Linked DNA regions of Mus musculus: regions 1 and 3 are each linked to region 2. Evidence: chromatin contacts called from public HiChIP or PLAC-seq and promoter capture Hi-C data. All regions are on one chromosome and are shown on one strand. Each heading gives the region's core, a stretch centred on a gene start, on an enhancer-like site or on the middle of the called end of the contact. The rest is flanking DNA. Distances are from core to core; before and after follow the strand shown.

Region 1 (4,250 bases), core at 742-3,241, 220 kb before region 2:
TTGTACCACCATACCCAGTTTATTCAGTGCTAGTGATCAAACAAGAAATCTATCAACTGAGTTACATCCCTGTCTCCAAAAAAAGTGTGGAAATAGCTGCTTTTAGTTCCAAGTGGCTCCTACTTCTTTGACCTTTTATGTTCTGTGGATAGTCCTTCCCAACTGCTTAGCTTAGCACACCAGGGAGTCTCTCCAGAGCCTATTGGCTAAGCCTTACTTCCATGTGCTTAACAGCTATAATAGAGATTAAGAAGCTGAGTCAGTCCATAGAAGGTAGGCCCTGGTGAGAGCTGAGCAATTTGCTTGTGGCCTTTGACTAGGGAGAATGACTGGACAGAGAACTGTACTGGAGGGGGAAAAAAAAAATCAAGTGAAAGCCAGAGCAACAGTACTGAGGAAATATTCAGGGAGCAGGGGGCGCTAAAGATAGTGGCTTTCAGCTTTCTGGCCCTAAGTCAGTCATCCTAAGAGACTGGGCACTCTGCTTGCCCAGGTCTCTGGGACCTCTTAGGCCTTTTAAGAACTGTGACACAGAAGCCAGCAACAGACCAGAGAATTCAACCTGACAAGAGATGCTTTCTGCCAAGTCCTGGGAGCTTTTCTCCACTAGTTCCTAATCATCACTCAAAACAGAAGTGCATTCTCAAAGCCTGCCTACTAGTAACTAGTCAAATACACTACATCTCCAGGAATTCAAGGTGATGGATGACCTGAGGTGCCATTGCTAAGGTACTTTCTCTAGACCCATCCAGCTTCTTGACTGTTCACAGGCAGCCCTAGCACACGTGAAGAGAAAGCAGACATCGTGACTTCTAGTTCTAGATCTACAAAACAACTTCAAAAGGCAAAAACAGTCTAAGCCAGTGCCATAGGCACAAGGCCCCTTCCACCTTCTCTGGGCTCAAAAACCTCAAGCATGGAGTCCATTTCTTCATGAATTAAATCCGACCTCATCACTTCAGTAAGGAGTCATCTTCCTGCTAACTCTAGGAGGTTCTAACGTACTTTAGAATTGGGCCCTGACTGAGAAATCTAACAAAAACACTGGAGGCTCACACAACCCACCCCAGAGCTGGAGTCTAGTCATGGATAAGATTGGAGCTGCCTCTCCAAAGATACTAGGTCCTTATTTTCCAGGACTAGCTAGAGGTAAAGTCCCACGAGGCATCCCCTCCCACCCCAGAATCCCTGCCCTTGTCCTCCATGCTGGACACTGCAGCACCGGTTCTACCGAGGTAGAGGTTAAGTTTCGTGCACTCCCAGCAGGCAATCAAGCAGAGAAGCGTTCACCTACATCCTAGCCGGGCTATGGTTTGGAACCGGGCAATGGTCCCAAGCCCCAGCAGCGGCAGGAGGGCCACCCTTACCCATGCTGGCTCTGGAGCGAGCTGGGTGGCGTTGCCCATCCCCGGATCTTCGCCGGCGGGTGGTGGGACGTGGGTCTGGGATCGGCCCGCCAACCTGCCTGCAGAGGTTGCAGGATTCGAGCAAGCCAGGCAAGGCCACACAGGGCCGGGCCCTGAGAGCTATCCTGATCGTCCGGACAAAAGAAAAAGATCTGGCCATCAGCCAAGACACAGGGTGGCCCGGACAGCCGTCCATCAGGCTCTCAGCATTCCCCGGGCCGCGGCCGCAGACAATCCGCGGTAGGCGGAGCCGCGCGCGACACATGGTGCGGGCCCCGTGCCTCTTCGGGCCGCCGTGGGGGTGTGAAGAGGGGAGGGGCCTCCCAGGGCCTCGAAGCAGAAGCTCCCGGCGGCCTAGAGCGCGGCTCCTGCGGCCCAGCCCCCGCCCCGGAGCGCTGGCCCCAACACTCACCCGTGGGGCTGGCACGATGGCGGCAGCGGCGGCGGCAACCCAGCGCGGTCTGCGACCGACTGTCCCTTCCCCCTTGCCTTCCCTCGCCCGTCCCGCTGCACTCAGGGAAACGTAGTCCCAGTATGCTCCTTATACGCCTTAGTGAGCTTAGCTAGAACTACATTTCCCAGAATGCCATTCGCAGAGGCGCAGCCACGGCTCGCAGCGCGGGAGGAGAGGCTAAGTTAGGGAGGGAGGCGGTCCGGGTGAGCCCCTGAGAATTGTGGTCTAGCGGAAGCCTCTGGAACACGGAGTTGGCGCCAGGCAAGGATCAGGTCTCGGTTGTAGCTGGGTCCCAGCTGGCTTGGCCCCGCCTAAGTGTATGTGGCCTATGGAGCCTGACCCCGCCTCCATGGGAGCCTGGTTTAGCTTGGAGCTGGCTGGCTTGTCCCAGCAGCCCCTCCCTAGGCCCCTAGTCCAAAGCCTACTCCCTTTAGGCGCCCTGGCTACCAGCTCTGCTCCTCTAGCATCAACCCACGGGGGCGAAACCCACTCCTCTCTTGTTCAATGAGTTAGCTGTGTCTCAGAGGAAGCCACTTATCCCAAAGTTGGTTGGAAGGTAACTAGGTTTTTATTGAAACTCTAAACACTCATCTAAGGTGGGCCCATAGTTGGAGAGGTTAACCTCACGTGTACAGAGAGGTATTTTTAAAAACAGAATCGTGAGGGTTTTCTTTTTTTGATTTCCAGGTTTACTTGTTTTGTTGGAGCAGACAGGGCAACTATTTTTGTTTGTTTATTTGTGTTGAGGAGGGATGAGCCACGACATGGGTGTGGAGGAGAGAAGCAGCTTTCTGGAGTCAGTTCTTCCACCATGGGGGCCTTGAAATCAGATTCTCTCAGGTTTAGCGACCCACGGAGCCAGCTCACCTTCCAACTTTAATTTTTATTGAAAGATAACTGGCGAAACGTAATTTTCCTAAATGGCCAGACTGTAAATAATCTTCCCACCCCTTCCCCTTTACTTTCAATATCCTTTTCAGTTTCCTGGGTGACACAAATATTTGAAGTAACGCCTCTCCGTCCCGCCTGTGCTGGGCAAATGGCTCTGCTACCAACCCACAGAACCACAGAAAAGGAAAATGGCTGCAAACACCCCTATCTTCCTAGTCAGAAGACTCTTTAATACTTCTGTTTTGCCCTCTTAGCCTCACCCCACCTCCTGGAGATGACTGATAAAACCAGGCTAAGCTTCTTGATTAAAGCCCCTGTCTAAACTGGGCAGTGGTGGCACGTGCCTTTAATCTCTGCACTTGGGAGGCAGAGACAGCAGATTTCTGAGTTCAAGGCCAGCCTGGTCTAAAGAGTGAGCTCCAGGACTTCCAGGAGACAGAGAAACCCTGTCTCGAAAAACAAAACAAACCAAAAAAAAAAAAAAAAGAGAAAAAAAATCCTCTGTCTATCCAGACCACTTTGCTTGGTCACTAAGAACTCCATGTTACCCTGTTGGCGACACATCAGGAGCCTGACCCCACCAAGAAAACAAAACACAAGCAAATCATGAGACAGGATGAAGGATCCAAGGAATGTTGCTAATGGGTTCAAAAGAACCAAGGTGACAGCATCTGTTCTTTGGAAGACCAGGAACTCAAGGACAGGCTGGAGAGAGAAGCCCCCATTCTAAGGGAAGGGTATTGGTTGGTAGCCTGAAAATACACTGCTGTGTTTTCACCACCTGATCACAAGCCAGAGCTAACCCTAAGAGGCCGATGTAGCTTCTTCCTAAACTGGGCACCTATACAGCACATACAGCAGCTTTCTTTTTGTTTGTTTATTTGGTTGGTTGGTTTGGTTTTTTTCTAGACAGGGTTTCTCTGTGTAGCCCTGGCTATCCTGGAGCTCACTCTGTAGACCAGGTTGGCCTCAGAAATCCGTCTGCCTCTGCCTCCTGAGTGCTGGGATTAAAGGCGTGCTCGACCATGCTTGGCTAATACTGCAGCTTTCTCAAGACCCATTTCCCAACTCAGAGCCAAAGGACAAAAAGGGAAGTAGACCCTGGTGTCTTGGGTTCACTCCAGCTTACAGTCATAGTCAAGTTTAACAGAGCCAGAGCCTAAGGAGGTAGAGTACACGCATGTCCCAACAGTCACAGAAACAGGTAATGTTAAAAGGCATCTACAGAGCTACAAAGATGAATCAATAGTTAAAGAGTACATCCTGCTGGGCGTGGGTGGCACATACCTTTAATCCCAGCACTTGGGAGGCAGAGGCAGTTGGATTTCTGAGTTTGAGGCCAGCCTGGTCTACAAAGTGAATTCCAGAACAGCCAGGGCTATACAGAGAAACCCTGTCTCGAAAAAACAAAAAAAGTCACTCAGGTCTCCCCATTAGCTTTGAGCTGAATTACTTACAACTACAGATAAAAATGCCATCTTACCTGTCCAATGTCCAAT
Region 2 (4,325 bases), core at 1,185-3,684:
TTAAAAAAGGAATGAGGTGCTGCTGAAATGACTAAGAACACAGTGCACAGGCCGAACACTTGCATAGCATGCCCAAGCATCACGAAAGCAGTTTCATAGGATTTCAATGTGTGGCTAGTGTGGCCTAACCAGCCAGAGAATCCTGGGTTCATTTATGGAGGGCAGAAAGGTTGGGGAGTGTTCAAAGAGTTGCATACAATGTGGGTTGCTAAAACCTCCAAACTGAAATCACACACAGTAAACAACACAATCTTTCTTAGCATCAAGATGATGGAAGCGAGTGCGTCGTTGGAGCACATCTTTAACCACAGGGCTAGGAAGACAGAGAGAGAAGCAGGTGAATCTGAGTTTGAGGCCAGCCTGGTCTGCAGAGCTCCAAGGACAGCCAGAGCTAGAGAGACAGTGTGTTTGTGTGTGTGTGTTGGTGTGTTAAAGCACCTCATTATCTTTTCTTTCTGAAAATGTCAACCTAGATTTTTTTCTTAAGAACCTAAGCCACACATCAGTGGCTAATTGGTAAGAAAATCCGTGTTAAGCGTGGTGGGGAAAGGCTTTTATCCCAGCACTCGGGAGGCAGAGGCAGGCGGATTCTGAGTTCGAGGCCAGCCTGGTCTACAAAGTGAGCTCCAAGGCAGCCAGGGCTATACAGAGAAACCCTGTCTCGAAAAACCAAAAAAAAAAAAAGAAAATCCGTGTTAGAGTGGGTACGAAAAGGTTACTCCAGCAGTTTATCAAAGGAAGCTTTTAAATGCAAAAGACTTAATGCCAGGATAAATACCCTGTTTAATTTCTTTTCCTGCCTATGGATGCCTTGGAATTTTAGCTTTCTTAGTTGATCTAAACTCCAAAAAAGTATTAAGTCTCTTTGCTAATGTTTACTTAATGCTAAACTCAATACAGGAAGTCAGATACTAAAGAGTAGTTACATTAGGCACAGAAATTTATAAACCATCTGCTGCAAGTGACCCAGGATCCAATTACAACATCAACCCTCACATTTCATCCAACAGTCAAATTACCAGTCCAGTCATGAATAAGTTCATTCTACCCTATTGGCGCATTAGATCGGTTTGCACGATCTCTAGAGAGGGGCTGAACTGTCTTAGCCTAGCCCTAGAGCATCAGGTCCTAAGTGGAGTGCAAAGTTAGCGTCAGGACATTTTAAATAGGAGGCAAACTCCAGCGTCGCCTGTACCATCGCAACCAGCCCATGCTCCCGAATTTATGAGTTTATCACATCACTTGAGATGAGAGTGAAATTAAGTTTCAGTCCCTTTTGAGATTTCTGAGCGCACCAAGTCTGACTGCTATCGTTTCAAGGGGCTGAAAGAGTGCGAATACAGCTGGAGAAAAACTACTTTGGTGCAGGAATTCGTGTCTTTTTCCGCGCACCATTGGGGGCCGCACCGGTCGGGTCCCGCGCGATGCCCTGGCGTGAGTTTGGGGGCGCAGCGGGGCCCGGCGGGGGCGGCGAGCGCGCGTTCCCCCGCCCGCTCGGGCGGCGTCGAGGCGCGAGCAGCTCAGCCAGCCTTGCAGAGGGAGCTCTCGGCAGCTCAGGGGTCCCCTCTGCTCGCAGCCACAGCAGCGCCGCCTGCGACACTCGGCGGCGACGGAGACCGGCAGCGGGGACGATCGGACTACGAGAGACTAGAGAGCACCCCAGCTGCTGGAGAAGCAACGCAGGGAGATCGGGTAGGTTCCGGGACCGGCTGGACTTGAAGATGGGGAGTCTGAGGCGCGTCGGTCGGGACCCGACACCCACACGGTTCCGGGACCTGGCTAAGCGGCCGGCCGAGGGTTCAGAACCCCTAGGCGAAGCAAGCGGCGGCAACCGAGCCTCAGAGGGTCCAGACTCGGTAAGGGGTATCCGTCGCGGGAGGGGCAGAGGGCGGGCCGTGGCCCGAAGATCAGCCGGGCCAAAAGCCGGCCTCGAGGGTAGAGACAAAGGAAGGAAAATGGAGTCGCCGAGCGCGCAGGCCTCTGTCGCCACCGCCGCCAGAGGCCTACCATGTTGGGAGGAGGGAAGCTTAGCGGGCGGGCGGGCGGGCGTGGAGGGGGTTGGCCAGGCCCTGGCGGCGGCGCCGGGCAATGGCGGCGGCCGCGCCGCAGCAGGGACGGTAGAGGGAGACAAACACCCCCCGGCGGCGGCGCTGGCGCTGGCGCCGGGCTGCAGCCAGCGCCGACCGGAGCGGCCCCATCGTGACACCTAGAGGCGGCCCGCGAAACCTCCTCCACCCCGGGCCCCCTTTACCTTCGCGCCACACCCCCCGCGGCGCCCGCTCCGCCGCCGCTCCACCGCTCCGGCCACCTGGCGTCCCCGGCCGGCTCCGCGCGCCCGCACCGGCTGCTGCTGGTCGCCGCTGCCGCCAAAGAAGCAGCTCCGCGCACGGTTTAATCGCTCCACAGGCTCGGACACAAAATGGCGGCGGCGCGGTGCAGTGCGCCTGCGTCGGCGCTGCCGGGGCCGCGGGTGCTGATAAGGGAAGAGTCGGGTGGGGGGGGCCGGCCGGCGGCGACGAGGGCGGGGGAGGAAAGGTGAGGGGAGGGGTTGGCGCAGGGCAGCATGGGAGGCGGCCCCGGGCGCCAACTTTCAAAAGCCGGCGCGATGGCGTCACGGGGATGCGCCGCGAGGCGCGGCGTCACGCCGCACGCGCCCTCCCGCGCCCTCGCCGGGTCGCGCGTGGGCTCTGCCGGCGGCGCGGAGGCGGCCTGGTTCCCATTGGGGTGGGGCTTCCCTGGGCGGAGGCTGGCGGCTTCTGGGCGATCGGGTCTCCGCCTAGTTGCCCTGATTTCCTTAGCTCGCTCATTTTCCCTCCAAGCTGCGAAGGGCGGGAGGACGACGGGGAGCTGAAGTAAGCGCGCGGGGCTGGGGCCGTGGGGGTTGAGGAAGCGCCAGGGTTCTACCCTGCCCGGTCTCCTCCCACCCGGGGTTAGCTCTGCACCCTGTCCCGCCGCCGAGTCAAATGCAGTGAGTTCCCGCACTCTCTCACTTCTCCGACACTTGCCCAGTGCTCAAGATCGACTGCTAGGGGCTTCGCCCGGGGATCTTAGTAGTCTTCCTCCCAAGAAAAGGGCCTTAGAAAACCGAATGTGAAATTAAGAGAATCGGGACAGAGTCACCTCAGTCCGGAGATATAGCAGACCACACCACAGCAGTCGTGTTTAGCTGTATTTGGCACCGTGAACGTCTAAGTTTTTAAGACTGTTCTTTTTATTTCGGTTCCCAGTCGGTGGTACTTAATCCCTTCCCTTTCCCGGGAAGACCCTATTGGCAGGTGTTCTAATCATCTTCTCTCCCCGCCCCCCATAGCCTTGGAATGTGACTCGGGATTGTAGTCCCAGTTCTCTTGCTTTAGCTGTTTGGATAACAAATGCACCTGGCAGCAAGCTTCTGCCCTATTCATATACATCTGGGCTGTGTTGTGGGTATGCTGGTCCATTATCAATAGATATTGTTTATTCCCCCCAAAAGAATCGGAAAGTTAGAAGCATGTAAGATCCCACTGTTCAGATGTCAGTAACTAAGGCAAATGTGTTTAAACATCTTGAGTCCATTCACCCACTGTTGTGGAGCTTCCCTCCATGACTGGACTTAGAGGAAAGATAGAAGAGAAAGTCCAAGATTAGAAAGAGGATAATAGACAAGGAAGTAAACAGAAAGACAAGTCTAGACTGTTGGATTGTAGAATCCAAGACCAGAAGTAAGTTTGAGGCAGGAAGAGAGGTTTCTGGTTTTCAGATGCTGAGAGTTCCGGTACAGTTCAGCCAGAGGCTTAGCTATTGAGTTTATTACCTTGGAGATAGCTGGGAAAGATCATGGTGACTTTAGCTTGACTCATATGGATTAACTGAAGAGGTTAACCTGAGTAGAATGGGTTAAAAAGTAAACAGGAGAGTAAGGAAATAGAGACAGTGCATGAAGGCAGCCTGAGTTCTGCTGTGGGTAGAGCAGACATTGGGGAATAGGTGCAGAAGGATGTGAGGTCAGGGGGGAGTTTTGTTCTGTCTCCCTTTGGGCGGTATGAATCCAACCCAAAGCCATGGTCTCTGCCCTTGAGCATCATCTCAACTCTGGGGATGTTTTAAAAGGTGGTAGAGGGGGTCAAGTGGTGATGGCTTACACATTTAATCCTAACACTTGGGAGATAGAGGCAGCCAGATCACTTTGAGTTTAAAGCCAGCCTGTTCTACAGAGTTACTTATAGCCAGTGCTACACAGAGAAACCCGTCACACACACACACACACACACACACACACACACACACACACACACAACCTAACTAAAAGAGATGATATTGCCAGACAATGGTGGCACATGCCTTTA
Region 3 (4,317 bases), core at 293-2,792, 190 kb before region 2:
ATTGAACTCAGGACCTCTGGAAGAGCAGTCAGTGCTCTTAACCACTGAGCCATCTCTCCAGCCCCCTTGACTCCTTTTTTTTTTTTTTTTTTTTTTTTGGTTTTTCAAGAGAGGGTTTCTCTGTATAGTCCTGGCTGTCTTGGAACTCACTCTGTAACTCTGTAGACCAGGCTGGCCTCGAACTCAGAAATCTGCCTGCCTCTGCCTCCCAAGTGCTGGGTTCAAAGGCGTGCGCCATCACCACACAACCTAGACTCCTATTTTTTAAAAAGTGATTTAACACCAAACCTCAAGGAGGAATGCAAAATATTTACATTTATATCTCAATGGTGGTGAAAACTCGGTGTTATAAATGGCTGCAGGCAATGTGTGCTCAGGAGAATTTCCTAGTATTGAATGACCTTCACAGACAACCCATTAAAGTAGCAAGCAGGGATATGAGAACAAAGGGAGAAAAGCCCATACATAGGAGGAGAAACATTCTCCAAGGAAATATAAAACTCTAAGGTCTCTTTTATCAGGTTCTGCTTACATTCTACTGTGCTAAGCTCTGATCTGTCCATCTTGTTGACCCTCTCTAACGTCTGAGGGAGAAAACCCACACTGCATCTCTATAAGGGAAACAGTGTGTCACTACATGAACTGTGAATTAATATGTCACATAACCATCAAACTCAGCTTATAAAAACTACATTGTGCTCCCTTCCTAATGAATGAAGATTCTGAGTCTGTTTCATATTCTGTGTGTTGCTGGGGATCAAACCAGGTCCTGGCATGTTCTAGCTACAGCCCCAGCCCTATTACATATTTTTTCATAGACAGTAATTTTCCTGGATTATGCCTTTGATGGGAAACAGTTGTCTCTTTCAACCTGCTGCTGCCTGTTTCTCGGAGACTTTTTTTTTCCTTCAGGGACAATCATAACATTGGTATTTTCTGTCCTTGGAACCTCTGTAGGCTTATTATTATTATTTTAATTCATTTATTTTAAGATGGGTCTCTCCATATAGCCCTGACTGTCCTGCAACTCTCACTGTTCAACAGGCTGTCCTTTTGTAGCCTTTTTCTACCAAGGCAGCAGACCTTGAAAGATTAGAGTTGAGAATGAAATCACCTCTCTCGCCCTTCTTCCACTACTGGGAATGAGCAGGTGGGAAACTGAATGCTTCTTATAAACAGGAGTTGTGAGAATTTCACATATAATTATAATAAGGCACTTCGTTTTTTAGTGTCTAGCTAAGATCATCTATCTACGATAAAGTACACCTGCACTTTTGGCAGCTTGTAACGTTCTTACTGGACTGACGAGTCAGCCCCAATTCTATTACAACTGTATCGCTGATTCTGCGGCGCTGAAGTCCTACCCAAAGAACAGACAGTGCAGCGATCGGAATCAGTGTCATTTTTCTTTTTGGAAATATTCAAGTCTTCCCCGCCCTCAGCCCGGCCAGGTGCTACCTTGGCTTGGAGAAACTTTTACGCTCCTGTAGGTTGGCCATGACTTTGGAGCAGATGCAGGATTGAGCCGTTGCGGTAGTGTACAGTCCGTTGCCATAGGGACCAGACCCCAGCAGCCTCTGCGTTGAGGGCGGGCTCACAGTTGAGCCACGCCTCCAGCCCCCGCCCCCGTGAGCACTCTGGAGAAAGGCCAAGCAGTAAAAGTAGACCTGGAGCTGGGGATGGGGTATTCTGAGAACCAGTCAATACAGCAAATTTGATATTAGCTACAGAACTGAGGCAGAAGAATAAAGTGAGACCGTGGACGAGGAAGGCGAGCTTCGAGGTCTGGCCACTTGGCCAGTCGGGAATGGTAGTTCTCAGTGGTTCGGAGTCTTCGTTGTACTGGCTTGTGAGTGAGCAGTGATGTACTACATCTTCCGAAGTTCTCCAGGAACCCTCGTTGGCCGGCTTCTACAGCGCTATGCATTGTGGGATATGTAGTCTAAATCTGGCGAAGTATAGTAGTGTCCAGAGAAAGGTTGCCGGGACTCGGACTCAGTTTCCCTACGACCCTGGGATGCTCACGGCCCATTGGCTGAGCAAGGCAAATCTGGTTGCACTCCTCCCCGCCCCCAGTGACACAATAGCAGCTCCCTCCAAGATGGCGGCGGCGACGGCAGACCCGGGAGCTGGGAACCCGCAGGCTGGGGACTCCTCCGGTGGGGACTCCGGGGGCGGGCTACCGTCACCTGGAGAGCAGGAACTGAGTCGGCGCCTGCAGCGCTTGTACCCTGCGGTTAATCAGCACGAGACGCCGCTGCCGCGCTCCTGGAGCCCCAAGGACAAGTACAACTACATCGGCCTCTCCCAGGGAAACCTCCGTGTCCATTACAAAGGTATCAGCGGGTCTGGCCGCTGGGAGACAAGTTTACTGCGTCTGCAGGGAGGCTGTGCCCATTTTCCCTTTCTTTGCCCGGGTTTTCTGAGAGTTGGGCCTTAGCCCAGCGGAACGTCCAGAGTAGAGGGGTTGGTCAGGCCGGGGTTTACCCTGCTTCCTTTGCTCTGTTCCTAAATATTAGACTCAGAGACAACTGCATTAAATGTCCAAAACTAGACAGGACCTTCCACTTCAGGGCCACCCTTCTTTCCTGAGCTGGCTCCAATTTATGCTAGGCCCTTTACCACGGCTTAGTTTCAGTCTTTTTTTTGCAAAAAGAGGTGGTAACATTGCCACAGTAAGTGCATGGGCTGCCTGGCTGCCAGTCATCCCGGGACTGGGCTAGGCGCTGTGTGCTAAAGTTGTTGTTGGTGACTTCCATTTTTGCCACTTCCTTCCCCTGGGCTCCAGGCTGGGCTGTTTGGATTCTGGAGAGACGGACAACAGTATTCAGTGTCTCTCACACACTTCTGTTGCCTGTATCTACCTTGTTTTGTTTGTTGTGGAGGACAATATCTCTGTCAGGACTGTTGGTCTGGGGTGGAGATGATCTAAAGGCGGGAGGCTTAAGTGTTTACTCAGTTGTCTTATTATTCCTCAGAGAGTACAAGAACTTCTTCTGGCCAGGGAGGGTTGAATTTACCATGGCGTAGAGAAAAAGGAGGCCTTCATTTGCGTTTTTCTGGTGTTGACATTCCTTCCTTGGCTTCTTACATCAGGTCATGGCAAAAATCACAAAGATGCAGCCTCTGTACGTGCCACCCACCCCATCCCAGCAGCCTGTGGTATTTACTATTTTGAAGTAAAGATTGTCAGCAAAGGAAGAGATGGGTAAGCCTACTTAACTATCCCTTTCCCTCCTCAACATAGGACTGATGTTCCCCGTTGTCAGTGTTTGAAGCTCCTGAACTAGTATCAGGGACTGATATTAGCCTGCTGACCTACTTGGATCCGGGCTACCACTCCTCTGACTAGAGACACGATCTGGTCTGAACAGTGAGTGGGCTTTGAGAGCAGTGGGCACATTATAGGTGGAGCGGAGGGCACTTTTTTTTGTATTGTAATTAGATAGTCATAGATCGGGGTTGTAAGTAACAAGGTTACATTAACAATTCAAAGGGCAAGTGGGGTTTCCCCTGCTAGCATGTGGTGTTTGTGACTTCCCTTGTTTTCGAGGTTGAGGTTCCTTTTTATGGCACTGAGACAAGGAGAGGCATCAGGAAGCTTCAAAGGGACAGCAGAGTCTGCGCAGCTCTCTTCAAAGCTGTGGCAGCCACTGTCATCTGGATAAACAGTGTTCACACAGTCAAAGTCAGGTGACCTTGCTGCTCATAAACTTGTTTTTCAGTCCAAGGACTTGAACACCAGTTGGACCAGCTTTAGGAAGGTCTTATTAAAGTCAGCATTAGGGAGACTCCCTATTTTAGGGTGACCTAAGCAGACACAAGGTATCAGAGGGGACATTTGTCCTTCTCTTCCTTATTCCTCCAGTCTCCTTAATCCATCTAGTAATTGTCACAAAGCAGATGTCCCAAGCTACTCCAGAATGTGACTGTAACTATTTTGGGACAAGCTTTCTTTTTTTCCCTTCTTTTTTTTTTCCTCTCTTTCTCTTTCTCTCTCTCTCTCTCTCTCTCTCTCCCTTCCTTCCTTCCTTCCTTCCTTCCTCTCTCTCTCTCTCTCTCTCTCTCTCTCTCTCTTTCTTTCTTTCTTTCTTTCTTTCTTTCGTGGGGTTTCTCTGTGTAGCCCTGACTGTTCCGGAGCTTGCTCCATAGACCAGGCTGGTCTTGAACTCAGAGAGATCTACCTGCCTCTACTTCTGCCTCCTGAATGCTGGGATTAAAGGTGTGTGCGATCAGCACTACCATCACCCAGCTAAGGGATAGGTTTTCTTAGGTCTATTATGGGAGGATTGCAAATCCTACCAGTGGCATTCATGT

The links. HiChIP or PLAC-seq counts read pairs in DNA pulled down with a chosen protein or histone mark. Capture Hi-C pulls out chosen DNA fragments and counts their contacts.
Region 1: a contact with region 2 is called in an H3K4me3 HiChIP or PLAC-seq map of the SCID.adh cell line, with 30 read pairs. The contact joins the promoter of Nutf2 here to the promoter of Ctcf in region 2. A contact is called at or near these places in 21 of 39 promoter capture datasets (the 3T3-L1 cell line, 3T3-L1-derived adipocytes, the C10 cell line and 14 more), 1 of 15 datasets of contacts at CTCF or cohesin (embryonic stem cells), 20 of 484 Hi-C or Micro-C datasets (CD4 T cells, the G1E-ER4 cell line, the HPC-7 cell line and 13 more), 36 of 115 datasets of contacts at active chromatin or transcription factors (the 230-238 cell line, CD4 single positive thymocytes, CD8 T cells and 24 more) and 4 of 9 other capture datasets (adipose tissue, liver, macrophages and 1 more).
Region 3: a promoter capture Hi-C map of liver shows a contact between it and region 2. The contact joins the promoter of Tsnaxip1 here to the promoter of Ctcf in region 2. A contact is called at or near these places in 21 of 39 promoter capture datasets (the 3T3-L1 cell line, 3T3-L1-derived adipocytes, the C10 cell line and 15 more), 1 of 15 datasets of contacts at CTCF or cohesin (the NIH/3T3 cell line), 17 of 484 Hi-C or Micro-C datasets (B cells, CD4 T cells, CD8 T cells and 9 more), 21 of 115 datasets of contacts at active chromatin or transcription factors (the 230-238 cell line, the SCID.adh cell line, astrocytes and 16 more) and 4 of 9 other capture datasets (adipose tissue, liver, macrophages and 1 more).

Annotation. Positions count from the first base shown.
Region 1 is chr8:105,858,274-105,862,523 of GRCm38.p6, reverse strand. It overlaps Nutf2 (nuclear transport factor 2), which reads right to left and starts at 1,991. Exons shown (of 5, transcript NM_026532.4): 1 at 1,819-1,991.
Region 2 is chr8:105,634,647-105,638,971 of GRCm38.p6, reverse strand. It overlaps Ctcf (CCCTC-binding factor), which reads right to left and starts at 2,434. Exons shown (of 12, transcript NM_181322.3): 1 at 2,252-2,434. Gm5914 (predicted gene 5914) reads left to right here and starts at 1,498. Exons shown (of 2, transcript NR_151742.1): 1 at 1,498-1,692.
Region 3 is chr8:105,824,969-105,829,285 of GRCm38.p6, reverse strand. Tsnaxip1 (translin-associated factor X (Tsnax) interacting protein 1) reads right to left here and starts at 1,542. Exons shown (of 16, transcript NM_024445.4): 1 at 1,459-1,542. The coding sequence starts at 1,499. It overlaps Ranbp10 (RAN binding protein 10), which reads left to right and starts at 2,078. Exons shown (of 14, transcript NM_145824.5): 1 at 2,078-2,336; 2 at 3,097-3,208. The coding sequence starts at 2,102.